Regions from separate parts of the Mus musculus genome. Here region 1 is linked to region 2. Evidence: chromatin contacts called from public Hi-C data. All regions are on one chromosome and are shown on one strand. Each heading gives the region's core, a stretch centred on a gene start, on an enhancer-like site or on the middle of the called end of the contact. The rest is flanking DNA. Distances are from core to core; before and after follow the strand shown. Region 1 overlaps Phlpp2 (PH domain and leucine rich repeat protein phosphatase 2). Region 2 holds the start of Atxn1l (ataxin 1-like).

The links. A called contact is a pair of places that touch in the nucleus more often than the background predicts.
Region 1: a contact with region 2 is called in a Hi-C map of cerebellum, with 1.7 times the contacts expected there. The contact joins the enhancer-like site here to the promoter of Atxn1l in region 2. A contact is called at or near these places in 4 of 39 promoter capture datasets (the 3T3-L1 cell line, the C10 cell line and liver) and 3 of 484 Hi-C or Micro-C datasets (the HL-1 cell line, cerebellum and embryonic stem cells).

The regions. Positions count from the first base shown.
Region 1 is chr8:109,919,295-109,922,173 of GRCm38.p6, reverse strand. Phlpp2 (PH domain and leucine rich repeat protein phosphatase 2) reads right to left here. Exons shown (of 19, transcript NM_001122594.2): 10 at 2,033-2,093. Among named protein-coding and RNA genes, the nearest start is that of Marveld3, 41 kb to the left of the region's middle. Within about 2 kb of position 1,598, at least 79 of the 459 cell types and tissues checked have an H3K27ac peak or open chromatin away from gene starts, as enhancers often do. A contact at or near this core is called in the HL-1 cell line, where this site is marked.
Region 2 is chr8:109,736,417-109,739,175 of GRCm38.p6, reverse strand. Atxn1l (ataxin 1-like) reads left to right here and starts at 1,396. Exons shown (of 4, transcript NM_001080930.2): 1 at 1,396-1,545.

The sequences.
Region 1 (2,879 bases), core at 349-2,848, 180 kb before region 2:
GGATCGGAAATTGCAAGCTAAAAATAGACTTTACTTCTTTTAAATTGCTTATTTCAGGTATTTTGTCATAGTTATGAAAATCTAAATAACAAACAACGGAATCCATTTCACTAGACTCTGAGGAAGAATCTGGGACGCTGCCAGGAATACAGGCGTCAATCAGAGAATGCTGCTAAAGTAGAAAGGGAGAGACCAGTACTCAAATGTGCACAGCAACGTGGGCCAACTGTGTGACATCACACGTTCAGAGAAGACTTCAAACAGAAGCAACAGGATGCAGTGAGACATGATGAGGAGAGATTTGGGAGAAGTGGCATCAAAGATAACCAGGAATTCTATAGGTAATGACAGAGAGAAAAGAAGCAAATTCTCAGAAAAACAGAAGGAGTAACAGTGAGAAAGTAGACACAAAAGGCAACCAGCAGCAGGGCAAAGTTTCAAGTCACTGGAAAAACAAACTCGAAATAGTTCATACAGCTCCGCCCGCATCATACAGACTTCTACTGTCAGAGGTCACCCACCCCTTCCAGATCTCAAGGTGTATATCAGTTATGTGGCAGGCTGAAGTGAGAGCTATAGGAGAAGCAGACTTTGCTGTGACAAGTTTGTGAAAAGAAAACTTGGCCTGAAATAGCCAAGGCCACTAGCTGCTCAAAAACATGACATCTGGGCTGGAGAGATGGCTCAGTGGGTAAGAGCACTGACTATTCTTCCGGAGGTCCTGAGTTCAATTCCCAGCAACCACATGGTGGCTTACAACCATCTGTAATGAGGTCTGACGCCCTCTTCTGGTGTTCCTGAAGACAGCAACAGTGTACTCACATAACATAAAATAAATAAAATCTTAAAAACAAAAAAAATGACATGAACTGGGTTAGATTCTGTGACCTTACATGAAAATACTTAAGCAGCAATGATGCCAACTTGAGTCACAGCACAGAGATATGGCAAGGAAGAGTGTGCTGTGTAATGGGAGGCCAAGCATGAAGTGTTTCCCTGGAAACAGGGAAAGTTAGGCTGGAACTAGGTCTAAACCATGTCTGCAAAGTTCTTACTCGATCCTATATGTGTAGGGCCTACCTCAAGGGTTTATAAACAGTATACAGATGATGTCAGCTGTGTGCTTTAAATACATGACTGGTTGGTGGAGCCCAATAAAGATGATTCTGCCAAGAAGAAAGAGAAGAAAGAAAAAGAAGGAAGAAAGGGAAGAGGAAAGAAGAATGAGAGGCAGGAGTGATACAGGCCTGAGTGAGTAGTCATTCAGCTGAAGGAGAGGCAGGAATTCCAGCACTGCCCAGGGGCAGCAACGGCGATGACTCAGAGAAGGATTAGGTAAAGAAGGAGGACAGAATGAAAGATGGAAGGAAGCTACTTTCAGGTCCTGGAGGACCAGGGGCCTGACGGGGCTGAATTATGAACAGACACAGAAAACAAGTCCGGAGCAGTGGAAGTTGAGCTAATGTTACAGAGGTTTGAGACTCCTGGGGTGTGGGTAGCAAAACCAACTGGCGAAGAACTGGATACATAAGCCTGACCTGAGAGGAGAGGCTCAGTCTAGAAAACTGGCGGATGCCAACACTCAGTGACTCAAATCACTGGACTCAATGAGACTGCATCTGCAACAGGGCAGTGTGCCAAGTCAGAACTGGGGGGTGACTGCCTGCAGGAGAACACAACAGAACCAAAGACACAGAAGCAACGACTGACATGGCATTACAAAGAACATGGCCAGTTTGAAAGCTGCCTTTTAAAAGAAGGAGTAGTATCATCAGGGAAAAGTGAACTAGAGATGGCCAAAAGTGAGCTGCTGACGAGATAAGGAAATGGCAAGCAAGGCAACAGCTCTCCTGACAAATGGAGACAGAAAGGTGAAGACAGTGGAATTAAGCAACACTTTGTTTATTCAGACAGCAGAGATCTAATTCCTCTTACCCTCCTTCCTTTAGCCACGAAATAGTATCTCTCCCCCTCCCCTGAGACAGCACCCCCCCCCAATCAAAACAAGCTCCACCCTCGTGGACAGACTCACTGGGAGAGCTCCAAAGAAGTGAGCAGGCTGGGCACTGGGTACACATTCACTGCCGTCAGCCCTGTGAGAAAACAGACAACATGCTAGCAATGGTCTCCGACAAAGAGCAGGAACTAGAGAGGGTTAGAGAGCTGGCTCAGTGGCTCTTCCAGAGGACCCACGTCCAGGTTCCAGCACTACAGCGGGTAGTTCATGACAGCCTGTTAATTCCCGTTTCCTGGGGCTGGGATGCTGCCGGCCTCCATGGGCAACTGCATGTTCCCACACACGTATACACAGGTTTTAAAGGAATAGCTTGTAAACAAGCAACAGCGGTTTTGTAGAGATGACTAAAGATAAAAACTACTGGCAGCTCACTCTGACTGACATTCAACCCTAGTCTGTTTTTGCAAACATACACAACTACTAACTTTGGGGTCTTTCGCATTTACACTACATCACTAATGTTAACACTACAACCACTAATGTTAACAGTACCACTTAGTTTATAACTTGAAAAATTAATACTTAGATTTTTAAAAAGCATTTCTTTTTAATTACATGTATGTGTGTGGCATGAACATACCGTGCAGGAGTCCCCAGAGAGCAGAGAAATTGGATCTCCCCGGAGGTGGAGTTAGCAGGTAACTCTGAGAGCCTCACACGGGTGCTAGAGACCTAACTCAGGTCCTCTTTAGGAGCTCTGAGAACTCTTAACCACTGAGCCATCTCTCCAGGACAATATCTACATTTTTGGTAAAAATAACGTCATTTTTAATTGAAGTATAACGCAGCTAGAGAACCAATCCTAAGTGTATGGATCAGTGAAATGGAACAGCAGTGAGCTAAGGCTCAGACCATCCCCAAG
Region 2 (2,759 bases), core at 147-2,646:
GAAGGCAGAGCACAAGTAGTCATAAGATACCCTTGGCACATGCGCAGATTATTTGTTTACCACTTAGAACACAGCTGTCAGCGCCATCTTGTAACGGCGAATGTGGGCGCGGCTCCCAACACTTCTGTTTTCTCTCTCTCTCTCTCTCTCTCTCTTTTATATAAAACACGCATAATCACTTTTTCTGTATAAATGTAATCTGAACACAAGACCAACTATTGGCCAAATGTGGGGCTTGCCTGCTGTGGTGGTTTGAATGAGAAACTTCGATATAGGCTTAGATGTTTAACTCTTGGTGGCCAGTTAGTGGCACTATTAAGGTATGTATGGCCTTGTTAGAGTCCCTATGTCACTAGGGACCTGGCTTTGAGGCTCAGAGCCACAGGCAATTCCAGGTTCAGTCTCTCTGCTTTGTGCTTCTAAGTTCTAGATGTGACCCCCTCCTCTCTGCTCCAGCCTCTATGGCTGCTGCTCCCTGCCAAGCTTTCCCACCACAATGGACTCCTAACCCTCTCAAATGGAACCACAAACTCAAATCCTTCTGGCAGTTGCCTTGATTGTGTCTTATCCCAGCAACAGAAAAGAAACGAATGCACCAGTGATACCATCAACTTGAGAGATAGAGGCAGGACGGTTAAGAGTTCAAGTTCACCCTAAACTACACAGTGAGTTCAAAACCACTCTGAGCTACTTGTGACCCTGTCTCAAAAACAAATGAACAAATAAGAAAAAAAAAATCCTCCCCCTCCAATCAGCAACCTAAATCAGCCATTCATTTTTGTGTCTGCTTAAGCCAATCAAACTTTCATTCAAGTATTTAGTATGAACTGGCATTATATGGGTGACAATATTCCAAACCAGTAGCCAAGCCCTGTATTCACTAAGCCAACCTGCTTTCCACTGTAGTAAGAATCCCGTCCTTATTGCTCACCCACTCCCAGGTCTTCAGTACTTTTTCATCTTTTTCTAGGTCCTGCACAGGCACACTTTTTTTTTTTTTTTTTTTTTTTTTTGGCTGCCTCAGGCTATTTCTAACTTTACAAGGCTCTTGACCCTTGAAAAGGTCTGGGCCCAGCTCTCTCTCACCCTGACCCTACAATGACCCTTCCATCTTTCTACTCCAGTAAATTCTGGGGCATCATAAACAAGGCCCCAGGGATCTCCACTATCTGGACTTCTAGTGACAGCTTGTGAAAACTTCTCCAGGGAATCCAGGTCTGGGAGCTTTTTAAGGAAACATCACCTACTCCCTGGACCCATTCAGTGGGACAGGCGTTCATTTTCCCACCAAAGGGGGGCGCTGGGTACGATGGGCAGGCGGCCAGTTTCCTCCTGTGTAAGTAGGCGGCGCTCCCAGGCCAGGGTGACGTCATCTCTCCGCGTCGGGGGGGGGGCGGGATGCGCTCAACGCCATCTCCGGGCGCCCGGCTTGGGGGGGTGCCCGCTGGGTGTGGGGCGGCTCCGGGGCCGGGGATGGCGGCGGCCGCGGTGGCGGCGGCTCCGGGACGAGCGGGAGGAGTCCTGGGAGCTCCGTGAGATGGGCCGGTGAGTGTCGCCTGGAGCGGTGGCCGCTGGGATGGCCTGAGGCCAAGCAGGCCTGGGTTCGGAGCTCTAGTGGAAGGGCCCCCCTAGAAGCCCGTTGCCTCACCCCGGCCGCGGGCCCCCTAAACAGCGGGCAGAGCGAGCGAAAGAGGCCGTGCCTAGCCCCTCTAGATGCTGCTTTCCCGCCTGGCCCAGAAGGCGGCCTCAGGCCCTGATGCCCCGACGGGGTTGTCCCCGCGGGTCAGGATGTCCGAGTTCTCAGGGCGGGAAGGGGCCCCAAACAAGGAAGCGTCGCCAGCGGGGCCTGGCCTCACCTCCACGTCCGACCCCCTACCCCGACTAACCCTAAACGTAGACTCCCCCAGTTCAGGCCTGTACCCCTGTCGGAACAAGGATCATCAAAAGCCATCATCCCTGGTGTCTCTCCCTTTTTGCTGCTCCCTTTTTGTGGGGCGCACCTCTCCCTCAGTGAATTTGGGTCCCCCTCGGTGTGCAGTCTCTTGATTCCATTCCCTGCATGAAGAGGAGCTGCCTTCTCGGCTAGGTTGGCAGGTCTCTGGAATAGTTCCGTTGCCCCTTAGCTCAGGGCCACAAGTTGTGTCATTTCCCATGAGAAATTCTCCAAAGCTGCACCCTACACCCACACCCGGTTTCAGATTTTGAAGTGTTTTGCCTTGTGGGAACCTGGTGGGCAGGCTGAGCTTTCTTTTTGCCTCTTTCCGTCCTTTCATTATTTTGTGTTTGCTAACTCCTCGGTGACCCATAGACGGATTTTCCTTAGCTTTTTTTTTTTTTTTAGCTACAGAGGGCAAGCATCATTTTGGGGGATTAAGAAAATGAAAGAAAGCTGAGTGCTTTCAATTAAACGTTTGATGAAGAATGAGTGCGTGACTTGTACCCACTTGGTGATTTATTTGTGGCATTAGGAATCTGTTTTTCCACATTTCCATCTTTCGTGTACCCTTGAACCATGCCTATCTTAAGTAAACGTTGCCTTCAGTTGGATCGAGCTTGCAATATTCTGACTTTGACAGAACAGGTTCCTCGGTACTAGTCAATACTGCTAATCCAGTTGTTAGGACTTCGTTGGCCCCGGTTTTGGTTTTGGTTGTTTTCTTTTGAGAGGGTCTTATGGAGCTCAGGCTGACTTCTGACTTGCTAAATAATCGAATGTAGTTGGTGAGTACCTTGAACTCACGATCCTCTTCTTTCTACCT